2 separate regions of the Rattus norvegicus genome follow, and region 2 is linked to region 1. The links are chromatin contacts, called in public Hi-C maps. All regions are on one chromosome and are shown on one strand. Each heading gives the region's core, a stretch centred on a gene start, on an enhancer-like site or on the middle of the called end of the contact. The rest is flanking DNA. Distances are from core to core; before and after follow the strand shown. Region 1 has its middle 170 kb from the start of Plpp3. Region 2 has its middle 34 kb from the start of Rpl32l3.

The links. Hi-C and Micro-C count contacts between places; a contact is called where the count stands out from the background.
Region 2: a Hi-C map of kidney shows a contact between it and region 1, with 2.8 times the contacts expected there. The contact joins two enhancer-like sites. A contact is called at or near these places in 3 of 12 Hi-C or Micro-C datasets (frontal cortex, kidney and liver).

What each region holds. Positions count from the first base shown.
Region 1 is chr5:125,318,896-125,325,502 of GRCr8, reverse strand. No RefSeq gene overlaps it. Among named protein-coding and RNA genes, the nearest start is that of Plpp3, 170 kb to the right of the region's middle. Within about 2 kb of position 3,167, at least 14 of the 93 cell types and tissues checked have an H3K27ac peak or open chromatin away from gene starts, as enhancers often do. A contact at or near this core is called in kidney, where this site is marked.
Region 2 is chr5:125,905,327-125,912,083 of GRCr8, reverse strand. No RefSeq gene overlaps it. Among named protein-coding and RNA genes, the nearest start is that of Rpl32l3, 34 kb to the right of the region's middle. Within about 2 kb of position 2,918, at least 4 of the 93 cell types and tissues checked have an H3K27ac peak or open chromatin away from gene starts, as enhancers often do. A contact at or near this core is called in kidney, where this site is marked.

The DNA.
Region 1 (6,607 bases), core at 1,918-4,417:
AAAGCCCCCTCAGGTTAGCATGTAGTAAGCAGCACCGCAGTCTGAGACAACAGAGGGAGGTTTCAAATCTACACCATTCCCATCGGAGAACAATGGGGACTCACTTCTTGCTTTATAAAGTGGGGCGCCCACTTTATCTCTATAAAAATAAGATGCGAATGAATTTCTCTGTTATCCCATACAGAGGCCTGAAAGAATGATCATCCAGGATGACCTAAATTAGCTTCCATACTAGCTAGAGGAAAAGAGGAAAAAGGCCATTCCTGACTGGAGCAGAGCAACTGTGCTCAGCACCCCCCCACCCCCCCCCAGATGTCCCTGCCTAATAGTGCAGGGCACTGCTGAAGAGGCTGGAGGACAAGGAGAGGCCACAGGACGGCCATGAGGAAGTCCCTGGGTGATTCTCGCTAGAACCCTTTGTCTAAGACTAAGGACTTGATGGTAGATTGTGTGGGCTTACAGCATCTTCTCTGAAGAACATGCTGTTGGTATTCAACTGGCTGTAGTTGTAACCCAGAATTCCTTCCCACACAGCCAGGGTGGAGAGCAAGGGAGCCTCCTCGTCGGAGCATTTATCCCACACAGTTGCACCCAGGCACAAAACATCCACTCTGGGTCACAGGGTGTTCACACTCAGTGACGAAATTCCATCGATGGCCCAGACCTCAGCGGTCCTCCACTGTGCATTTCCTACTTATGTTTGCAGGAAGGGGCACTTATCATCTCCCCAGAGAGAGCTAGTAACTGACCGGAAGCCAGAAGATCTGGGAAACTAGATTGGGGTTCCCAGGTATACAACTTTGGTGAGCCATGTGGTCCCCAAGCCTCGGTTCCCTAACGTATAAAACAAGGCTTGTAAGTGGTGCACATACACAGATACAGGCCATGCCCTCATACACATAAGATAATAAGAAATAAAGTTAGAAGAAGCAAAGGGCATGATGTTAATCTACAATTCCAGTTTCCTCAACAACAAATGTATAATCTATGTAACATCACACAGGCATCGGAGGCTGCGAACAGTTCAGTTTAAAGACGAGTAAAGTCTCCACCGTCTGAGAAATACATGCCAGTCTCCTTTCTATTCAGTCTTCTCACACTGCCCAAAAGCAGTCAATCAATACTCAGGCTTTGGCACCTTTGCTTAATTTTGCTCAGTAAAGGAATTCATGCAAACGCTTCGAACCACTGCCTGCTCTTAGGTGATTTAAGCCAATGGTGTTGAGACTTATCAATGGTGGGTGTTGCATGAATCGGTCAGTAGCTAACTTGTTTTTATATCTGATAACTATTTCATTGTGTGAACATACTTTGAATTGCATTGACCTTCGCATCACTTAGGCAACAGTCTGCATACCTTAAAATAAACAGGCGTTAAACACATTATCTGGTAAGCTGTCACACGTGTGGGAACCTAAGAGACCCTCCCTCCTCCCTGCGGGATAAATGCTCAGCTTCTATGTTTCACACCGTTTGGTCTATAGTCCAGGCTTGTCTCCAACTGGAAATTCTCCTGTCTCAGCTTCCCACACTCTAGGCTTACGGACATACCCCACCATGTCATTCTGGAACCAGACTCACGATGTCACTCAATTTCAAAATGCTGCTCGAATCACTGACAACATCTCGTGAGCTTCTGCCTTCGGTGTTCAGGTCTCAGCTGGTCATCAACCCGATTTCTCAGTTACCATAGCTTTGACTTTCTGATCTTGACTATATGTAAACAGAATTTACCCTCTGTCTCATTCTCCTCAATAATTTTTGGTATTGAAAAAATGTATCTATATGTCTTTTTGATTCTTTCTTGCTGCATGAAATTGAGAATTTATACTGAGTCATGTTACAAAATAATACCAAGGGTTGGGGATTTAGCTTAGTGGTAGAGCGCTTTCCTAGCAAGCGCAAGGGCCTGGATTTGGTCCTCAGCTCTGAAAAAAAAAAGTATTAAAGCCCAACAAAATAATACCGAACATTATTTGTTCTCCTGTCTATCAAGGGTCATTTATTGCCTCTCCTGGTTTTAAATAGACATGACTAAATCTGTTATGAACATATTTTATTAAAGAAGGAAGATGTCCAAAGGTCTGAAGAACCGCAGATGAAGCCTCTCTTTCCTTTAGGAGCTCTGATCAAGGCAGTAGAATTAGAAGCAGTAGCAGCAGGGAATTCACATTAAGCCACTGGGATACCTTAGATTGGAGTGTCCCATGATTCTGAGAATGAACTGATTTACATATACTTGGTCTTCAAAAATTCAGAAACTCAGACCCATCCTAGCCAATAAAGTGTGTGCCTTTACGGAAACAGATGTCCTCCTTACTTGTCCTTTGAGATGATGGATGGCCTTCTGCCTTCCTTTGTCCCCAACCACTTGACAGGTATTAAAGAGTTGTGCTGCTTTTAGCCACCAACTAACATTTACTGCGATACTGAGCAAGGTTCTAGCTGCTGTCGCTCATTATCCCCAGCAGATCGGTAAAGTGCAGCTCCCAGTTGGTCTCTGTGAAGACTGTTTTAGCTCCCAAGTCCTCACTCTACTCACTGCCTTGAGAAGGCAGCTGAACTTTCCACAAATACTCCTTATCTAATGTTAATATTACTACTAATACTAATACTAATAGGTCCAGGAAGGATGATCCTCTCCCTTCTTGCACATACCTATCTTCTCAGCCCACACAGCCGTCTCTGACTTCTCCTGAAGTCGACCTGCTCTGACTTCCCCTAGAGTCAGTCATCCAAGGGAAGTTCAGGCAAAGCAGGAAAGCAGGACTTTCCACTCAGCAGAGGATCCCAGACTTGCCAAGTTCTCCCGCAGCCCGGCGCCTGGAGGCGGGCCCTGTGCATTCTATCATTGCATAAGTGTTATTCCAGCCAGTTCCTGGAATCGGAAACATGGCAAACCATTCACCTGGTGGAAAGCCCTTGCCAGGAGCAATGGTTGTTTGGTTAGCTGTGCCTTCAGAGTCCTTTCCAGGAGGCTGGCCAGAGAAGAGGTTTGTCTAGCAGGGCCTGTTTCTTAAGTCAAAGTTACTGTGTTTTCACTCTTCTTCAGCAACCCAACATAGATTTTTCTTCCCCATAATCTCTCCATCTTCCTCACAGCTGGGTCAGGTATCCCATCTCTTTCTTGTTGGTCTCCAAGGCTTCCTGCTTCTGCCAGGGCCCAGGTCTAAGACAGCCCTCTTACTGCATCGGGAAGAAATTTCCCTGTGCCAGGACCTTCCCAAACGTCAGTCATCGTACAGGAGGCCCACCCTAGTGCCTCCAACAGTTCTAGTATCTGAACTAGATACTAGTTGAGGGATTACTCCTCTCACTCTTGAGTGGTCCACAATGAAGCTGTTTTGTTCTAATCTAAAAGGAAATGCTTTAAAACACTTATTCAGATAGACCGCCCCTTCTGAGATGACAAGTTTCTTGAAATAATGAGGGTGGTGTTTTCTTTGGTTTGGTTTGTCTCTACATCCCCGAAACACAGCTCACTGCCAGGCACACAGTGGTAATTGCCCAAGACATGATTGCCAAAGTTCAATGAACCGGGCTAAAGATGCTCTGAGTCTGTGGTAGATTGCTTGCTGGTGCCTTAGGTTCAATCCCCAGCACTTCTGAGAAGTCCTGTGAACTGGTAGTTACTGATTAATCAGAGCTCATAAAGATAAAGAGACAGCCAGTGTAACTAGTCTTAAGCTGATAAAATTCTAGCCAAAACAGTTCAGTCCATGTCTGCAGCTTTATCTGAGCTACAGAGACACAATTTCCAGTATAATTTTTCTATTAAAAAAAATGGTTCTTATAACTCTTTATTAATTTATAGCTCTTGATTAATTCATTTTAGATCAGGATTCTAGACTGGAATTCATTAACTTGTTCAACTCACTCTTCCACCAGTGAAGAAGTTACTGTTAACTCTAATTGCCTCGAGACCCTCGTTAGGAAACACATTCAAGTGGTGTGGCCATGGGTGGGAGTCCTCATCAAATGAGCTCCCAAGACATAACTGGGAAATAAATAGAAATTACTAAATTGCCAGTGGAACAATGTATGCCCCATGGTGTATATTCATGTCTATTTAAGATTTTGCTGGTAGCCTTTCCAGAACTTTATGTCTCAGGAATTCAAATCTATATTCTGACATTTTCTAAGTCTGCGCTATATAGAACCTCACCGAACTTATTAAAATTCCATGGTTTTATATTTTCACAGATAAACTACAATACACACACACACACACACACACACACACACATATATGTGTGTGTTTCACATGTTGACTGATACATTTGAAAAGCGCGCGCGCGCGCGCACGCGCACACACACACACACACACACACACACACACGCACCTATAAAATTGCTAACATAACTTAAATCTGTCCCTTTTACAAGATTAGGCACTTGAATGGAGAAATGGTGCCCTACACATTCTCCTCTTCATCTCCCCAGGTGGTAGTTCTAAGGTGACCAGATGAACAGCAAACAGCTTTAGACAATGATTGTCAAACATTCCTGGGTGTACTGATACCACCTGCCTCTAGCAAGAACTAAGACAAGGCCAGGAATGCCCATGGCTCTGATTCAGACTTGTGTCCATGAAGCGGAAAAGGCATTGCCAGACAAAAGCAGCAGACAGTCCTTTCTTCTCTGGACCACTCAGGAGAGCCTTTCCCTCACTCCTTTGCTAAACTGGACTTTCTCTGCTATCCATAGGCTCAGAAACCTGGTTTTGTGATCCCAAGAGTTGGCCCTTCTCTTCTATGGACCAAGGCAAGCAGTTTTTCCTATGCATTATTATATACTGAGAATATGGACTGACCTTATCACAGTCGTGAGTTCTCATGTTGCCTCAGGCAGCACAACATCTCTGTGGGGCTGCTTGGCTTGGGATATCACGTCACACTCTACAGACCTCCAAGTGACCAAGTGTCAGCACAAAGGGAGTTAACTGAATAAAGTCTATCTAAGAACCTAAACAAGAGAGCTCGTGGTCCAGGCATAGTGACACAGGGCTGTAATGCCAGCGCCCGAGAGAGGTAATAGAAGTGTAAGTTTGATTCCAACTTGAGCTACTTAGTAAGACTCTGTCCCCTGAAAAACCCAGAAAGCTAGCTTCATGTGGTCCCTAATATGCAGCATGGACAGGTACCAAAATGTTCCTGTTCCTCTGTGCCTCTATTGTCCTTCTTTCTTCAAGAACAAACATAAAATCCACAGTTGAGGAACTAGGGCTAAAAACAAACTCAGTGATGAGAAACGCTTCATCCCTTCTCCGATCTATCCTTATCTATTAAATGTGAATGAAACTTTAATATAAACCACACAGGGTAGTGGCAAGGGTCAGACTGGGTTCCGATGTTCTCTAACTCATACAATATGTCTGTCATTATTTTTGTTATTCTTATATAAAGTTTGCGAATAAGAAAAAATGTGTCTTTCATTAAAGCACTTGGTAATTGACGCAAACAGGGGGGAAAAAAAGACACCCTTCAAATATGATGCAGGATTTAACACAACCACACTACTTGGCTGTCATCTCTCCCAGAACATTCATGTCTCTTCTGCTTCTGAAACACTGGATCCTGATTCCCTTAAAGGCCCTGTCTGAGGAAACATCTGACTAAAAGGGAGAAAGATCCAGCTCATCTTGTTCCATTTTGCTGGATGTTCCTGTGATGTGAGAACTCCACCCAGAAGCTCGACAGGCCTTCTGGGTAGCAGAAGAAGGTCACTTGAGGTAGTAGGGATTCCACTGTGAGTAGTTACAGACACTGGACTCTTTGCAGACACAAAGAGCTAGGCAGCCCACCTCTTGTTGAGAACGAACAGCGGGAACAGCATGGGAAAATGGTCCAATATACTAGAGGGTCATCCATGTACAAATAGCTCAAATATGGCCCAAAGAACTGAGAAGGCCTGACAATCCTCCCACTGCTGTCCATCACGTGGTATTATACCATGGAAACCAAAGCAGATGCTGTTGGTTAGTCCTACCATGCCTTAGACTTTCTAATGCCCATCCTTTGCTTCAACAACACAGACCTCTTGAGTTGGTTGTCACACCTAGACTGTTCTCTATACATTATGCTCAAATTGTTGCCAGTTAAGGAGTTTGGATGGATGAAAAGGGACACGGGGTCTTATATATACACGCATAGCGTTGAGCATAACAATTAGAGAAAGTCAAATCTCATTGGTATTGTGTGGATGGATGGATGACCATGTGACTTTGTGAATTAGCAAATGAAAACCTGTGGTTTTTTTTTTCCTTCCTTAGAGCTGCACCAGTTGACTCCCTCATTCTGGTCTAGGATGAGCCCAATTCCACGGTTTCTAAAGTTAGCAAAACCTGAAGTATCAAAGTGAACTTCAGATATTTCAGGTCATATTCCCAGGTACACAATGGGAAGGCAGTCAGCCCCAGGGCTGAGGTATAGGTAGACCATGAGCTAAGTAAGCCCAGTAATGTGGGTTGAAACCTGGCTTTGTTGTTGGGGGGGGGGGGGCTTTTGTTATTGTTTTGTTTTCAATCTCAGGCTGTGTTCCTATGAACCCTGTGTGAATGACATTTCTCTTAAGTCAGAAAAAGTTCACAAAGGGAAAACCAAACTAA
Region 2 (6,757 bases), core at 1,669-4,168, 590 kb before region 1:
ACAATTGGGGAATGCTGAATGGCTGAAACATTTGGATACAGGGCATTTAATTCAAGTCTATGTATATGAATATTAGAAAAGGGGAGGTCAGTTAATTGCCCTTAGGGATCTTGTTTTATATTGAAATTTATTAGAAATTTATGATGTCCTGGTCATTGCTTTAGGCACAGAGTAAGAGTAATGCCACTGCCCCTTTGGAGCATGTAGTGTAGTTATTGATTAATACTTTAGCAAACAAACAGGGAATTAGTTCATGAATAAGAAGACAGAGCAATACCAGGCACTGTCTGAAGAAGTGTTCCGTGAGTGCTACAAAGATAAGAAGGGAGCAAGGAGACAGGACTAGGAGGCAGTGGGAGGAAGCTGTTGTAGTGAACTTGAAGAAAAAAAGAAGAGGGTCTGGAGGCCTTGGTTTAGCTTGGTAGATGAACCCCAAGGGGCAGATCTTGAGAAGGACTGAACTTAGCACATTTAGAATGACCTACCGTTAGCCTGGGCACAGCTGCTGAGAGAAATAGATCAGGGCAGTTGGAGCTCAAGGGCTTCACACAAAAGGAAGGAGGTGCGAGCTTATTCCCAGGGTGAACTTTTTGTTGTTGTTGTTGTTGTTTTAACCACAATAGAAACACCATTTGATTTGTAGCATGAAAATATTTTTTTTCTGTCTGTTTTTATGTAGAGCGCAACATTTGGGCCCTCGAAATTTGTTTCCCTGTTCCCAGTATACTTAAATGTCTAGATAAAAGTCATGAAAATATTAATGATAAAATATTCTATAATACTTTCAATTTTTTTTTTACATTTTTGACCACATGTGAATGCCAGGCCTTGAGTTGGGTTCTCTCTCTATTATTCCTATAGAAGTGTAATGAGAAATGAGTAATAATCCCCTCCTAGTTAGGAGATGGTGATGACGGTGGAGATGGCTTTTCTACATGGAGGGATGAGTGGAGTTAGAGTTTGCACATCAGGCAGTCGGTCCTATCTACTTGGGTTCCTCATATCCTGGCTCCCTACTTCTTATTGTCTAAAAATCAGCCTCTAGGGCTTTGCTAAAACATGTGGAGGTATCTATGTAGAGGCCATGCAAATGAGCTATGGGTATAATTCTCTGTGAATATCCTAATATTATATGTGTGGATACTGAGTGTAGACATGAGTTGCATTGGTCTATGAGGCAGGGTGGGAACCCGGCTCTGTTTTATTAGAGCCCCTACCTGTAGAGCATTCTGCAGTGAGGGGAATGGGTCCTGTCTGGGCTTTGCAATCCAGTGTGCACTAGTCATCTGTGAGTTCAAATGATTGTGCCTAGTGAAAAGGAGAAACTTTTGGTTTTATATAATTTTACTTAATTTAAATGTCCTTAATAGCCAGTGGATATCCTAGAGAATAGTTTAAATTTTATCCTGAAAATTAATCAGGACAAAGGCCCATTTATATACTTTCTATCACCTTCTCTCCCTTTAAGTCCCCTCTATTTATTACTTATGCTGGTTACTGAGGTCTAGCCATTACAAAGCAGCAAATGGAAAGGGGTTGTGGTTGCAAAGATGACCAGACCCTGTGCGGTGCCTGCTCTGGGAACTGTTCAGTGTAGGAAGGTTAGACACGTACATAAATAACTGAGGCACAAAGCTGAGATCTAATGTTCTAAGTACCATCTGAGAGTAGCAGATAACGGGCCAGGGGATAATAAGCTTTGCTCTGTCTCCTTGTCAGGCTGTTGGGTGAGCCTGAAGTAATTGCAGTGAATGTGTGTTCCTAGTCACATGCTTTGTAGATTTTTCAAGTACTCTGTAGACATGAGCCATCAAAGACAACCTTGTCTTACTCAAGGGGCTTAATAGAATTCTGAGAGCTCACCTCTTTGGCCTTTGATCTTCATGGGCCTATCCTGCAGAAGCCTATATAACCTTTCTGCAATGTAGAAAGGCATATTCAGAAAGGGTAGTCATCTATCTCAGAGCCAACTGTCGGGGTGGATTCTGGTGTGAGCCCACGGGCTTCCTGACTGCAGAGTCAATGAGCTCTGCACTCCCCTCACTGCCCTATTCTGTGAGCCACTGACATCTGTGCATCCTATTTCCAGCACTAATGAGGCTCATAACAAAAGAATTTCAGAGCTTTGGGCAAATTGGTTGAGGCTAGCTTGGATGAGCTTCAGATAGCCTCTGATTTATGGGAAGACTTTGTTTTTCTTCACATGAAGACATTTGTCGTAACAGAGGATGTACCAATGTGAAGTCAATAGTGAGGGCATTCTGGTATGGCCAGAGGTGGCCCTGGTTTCCACAACCTTATGGAGTTCCCAGGCTCCTGAGCACCTCTATTCATTTACCTATTATCTCCCTCTTATAGATAAGTAAGTCCCATGGAGACCAAGAACCAGTCACCTCTCACTTCTGCTGGATTAGCTCTACATTTCTTCACTATCATCCCAAACAGTGTCTCCAATTAAACCAATCTAGGCCTTTCTCCAGTCTTTGCCTTGAAAATTAAATACCGAGTCACATGTGAGATTGAATAACTTCGTTTGTTGAAATCTTTAGGGGATGCACGGCTGTTGTAAGGTTTCTCAGAATGGGGTCTGTGTGGTGCACCTCTGTGTCTACCACAAGAGGGAAGACTTCCCAATTCTTTCCTACTCTAGTTTTTCTTCCTGTAAATTCTCAACGGTACTTGTCCGGACTTACAATATACTGCCTCCCCCCCCCCCCATTAAATTCAATGGATTGCTATGTTTTGCAATCCAGTATGCTAGCCCAAGGCTGCAGGTCCCTTGACCTGTAAAGCAAGAGATTGGATGGGCTTTCCCATTTTGAAATCTGATGATTCTTATCACCCTTCCCACAGCCAGCAATGCAGAAAGTGGAACACAGTCAGCTGCTGCTGCAAGCCTCTTATCAGATACAGACCCAGACAGGCACGGTCTGGCTTCAGTGTGCCTGGGATTTATTCACCTAGAACACAAGAAAGTACCAGGTGACATCTGAGCTGTGGCAGCAGCCAGCTGGCTCCCAGCATGCATCAGGCACAAGAACTGTTCATGAGGAACACTGAGCTCAAATAATTCTTGGTTCAGACTCTGGGAGCCCCAGAACACTGGGAAAATTCTGAAAAATACAATTCTGATGTGGAAGCCCCAGTTCCTCCTATAACCCAGCAGAAGGAAGCTCACCGAAGCACTGAGGATGCTACCTGGGGCACGTATCTTGGGAGATCCCTGATACTGAATTCTTGGGTATCATACAGTGTTGGGGTCTCAACTTAAATGCTCTGTGTACCATGTACGAATGACTTAACCTTAGTCTCTCCATGTAGGTTTCTCTATCTTCAGAGTATATAGAAGTGGTGGATGGCTTAGTGGATAGAGGCACTTGCTTTGCAAGTGTGGGGACCTGAGTTCGAATCCCCAGCATCCATGTAAAATTCTGGGCATGGCTTCACACACCTATAACAAGGGGATGTCATAATAGAGTTTAGGAGCACTCTGGCCAGTCAGCCTCACTAAAATAGCTAGACTCCAGTTTAGTGGGACTGAGTTTCAAGGCAGCAAGGCATGGAGTTTTGGGGAAGATACCCAAAACCCTCCTCTGGCTTCCACATGCACCGGCACCCAGAAGCACACACCACACGTGTGTACAACACACTACACCACACACAAGTACAAAGGGCATCTGCAACTTATCTCTCAGATTCTTCCTGAACAGTGAGAAATAACACGAAATACAGCATTCATTCTGATGCCAAACACACACTTGAACAGTTATTATTAGTGTTGAAGAGGAACAACACGATCTTCGAATTAGCAAGGCTCTGTCTGTTCCAGGCATTGTGACAAGCGCCAAGAAAACAAATATATCAAAATATGCTCTTGACCTCAAAGAATTTCAGCCTAATAAGAAAGACAAATTATTGTTCTAATCCAACCCTCGCACACCCCTGCTAAGTGACCTTGGTTAAATCATTCTAGACTGTGGCTCTCCACTTCCTATAAAACAAAGAATTCATATAATTTGTAGCATTGGGGTGCCCAGCGGAGGTGTGGTCAATAAGCTGCCAGGCACAAGGCTAATCTGGCACCGTTGCCTTTGGATTCTTGTCAGTTTCTTGGCAGATCAGAATGACCAATACCTTGAGACCCCAAGGAGTTCAGCCTCATTGATGTTTGACGCTATTTCTTACCCCATGGAACACATTAAGACAGAAACGTGACTTTATGAAGGACCAGAAGCCAGGAAACCTTAAGTTCAAGCACCATGTTTTCCTACTTTGAGCTCAGAAAAGTTAAAGCCCTGGTAAATTAGAGTTTGGGGGCAAAAAATGCAACTCGGGGGTGAGCAGGGTTTAGTCCTTACTTGACTCTTAGTACGTGAAGTCTGATGGAGGAGCCTCAGCGAGGGGCCTCAGGTTCTCATTGGTGTCCTAGGCTAGCTCTCCTTCACAGCAGTGTGACAGCGTTCCTCAAGAGAGTTTGTAAGATACTTTAAACAGACTAGAATGCAGTAGCTGGCTAATTGTCATTATTGTTGAGTAATTTATAATTCAGAGCCAGCCCATGGATAGAAACCGAGATAGGCCAGTACTCGGATGTTAAATTGAGCTAAATTAGCTGTGATCCATCCGTATGTGACTTCACAGGTGACACACACAAAGTACCAGTGTCTGTCTGTTGTCACTGCTTTGGGACACTCTCAGCCTCACACTGTGCTTAGGGAACAGTTCTTTATCTTTTGCTTTTTTTTCATTTTATTTTTTTCCCCTATGTATTTTTTCTCCTGCTTCTTGAAGGGGAAACCTATTTTTCCTGACTGAGAAATGTGGGCATGATATTACTGTGGTCACTCACAAGGCACACAAGCTGTGACCTTGCCGACAGATGATTTTCCAATCAGGTCTGGGAAACGCAGGCCCTCATACCCTTGATGTCATCCAGCCAGGCCACTCGTGGCTGTGTGATAGTTCTTGGTGATTGGTGTTGAAGGAACGAGTGAGTCCTTCACACTTACACACTTGTGCTAGCTCCTCATGACTCATGTCTCCTGCTCATGATGACCAGTCACCACAGAGAGATGGAGGGCTATGGGATAGAGGTTCCAGATGAATCCATCACTCATCTCCCAAGGGGACTCTAAGGGACACAGTGACTCACTGTCCCAAACTCAGAGAGAGGAAACATGATGGTCAGCTTGCACATGAATGATCTTGAAGGCTGTGGCGCCTGATGACAAGCCACATTTCTAGGCTTTCGGAAGAATTATAAAAGTGGGTCTCTCTCCTGGGATCAATCTCCTCAGATACATCTCGATGCGTTGTGAGAACCAGAATCAAAACCATAATAACTCATCATGCAGTGAATTCACAAGCTGCTAGTCCTGGGAGACCCTCTGGCAGAGCCTCGGGTTGCAGAGTGATTTCTCAGCCAGACTCTGAGTTTAATCAGTCCCCACTGCCGAAAAGGTGCTAACATGATCCAGCACCTCTCCTGTTCGCCACCGCTTTCCCTTACGCTCACAGTTAACCCCTCCATTCCTGCGGGAGATGGATGCTCTCCCCCACACTTCACAGGAAATCTTTAAAAGACACACATATCCATGAAAGTGGTGCCCTAGGACCCTGCAATGTCAGAGTCAGAAAGTGGGACCTGTTATACCCGGTTCCATAGTTCCTCCACATGGGGACAAGGGGATCCTCCTTGTTCCTCATCATCTCTGAAGGGGAACAGGGCTCTAGAGATTTGGGTTTCTCTGGGGAGGAGCCCAGGTATGGTGCTTTTAAAAAGATTTATAGTGACTCAGGTAGTCTGAGGTTGACTAGTGTCAAGTTCCCTGTAGCGGGAAATAATAATAAAAGAATCTCTACCATCCCGTGCTAGCGCTGGCTCCAGTGGGTCCCAGGGCCTCTGCGGGATACTTTCACCTCAATCAACCAAGTGTCTCCACTGCTACACTCCCAAGCTCCGTCCCACACTGCCGGCTCCTTTGGGTCACATGGACTCTGAGGGGGTTTTTCATCTTAAAGAGCAAAGTGTCTCAACCAGACTCGCCACCTCCTCACGCTGCCATTCCCGTTACTCTCTAAGCCCCGCAGAAGCCGCCCTCTTGCAACTCTCTTGCTGCCAACTCTCTTGCTGCCGGACTCTGCTCACATTCCCAGCATCTGCCCCCTGGGGTTATAGTCACAACTCCCAGTAACCCTTTAACATCAAAACCCAGTAAGCTTGTAATTTAGCAATCAGATTTGTATCTTAAATCATCAATCCATAAAACGTCCACACAATAAACTCATAACCAATTGATAATGATATAAACTGTCCACCAAGATAAGAGAAATTGTCCTATAAAAATCCATCCCTTAAGAAATATTCGTAACTACCTGTGGCCATTTAAGGCCACACGGATCTGGGTCGTCCTTCCCTGCCTCCATCTTGGTTCTCCTTTTCTTTCTCCTCTCTCCTGCCTTACGAAAACCCTGTCCCCACTTTACTTTTTCACTGCCCCATCCCAGGCCTTGCCTTACCTTGTGTCAACCCTCACCTGCATATAGACATCAACTACAGTTCCCAACTACCACTCACACATAGACCTTTTTAGTAAGGTCGCAGCTGCTCAAGCCAGAAGTTTAAGGTAGACTTTCCCTGTCATTTCTGTCACAGAACTTTCTTTCTCCACAATCTTCTCTTTATCTTCCTGTGATTTCTTCTAACCCAAGATCACAGACCTTATGCAGGATTTAGTAGTCATTGTGTGGGCATTGT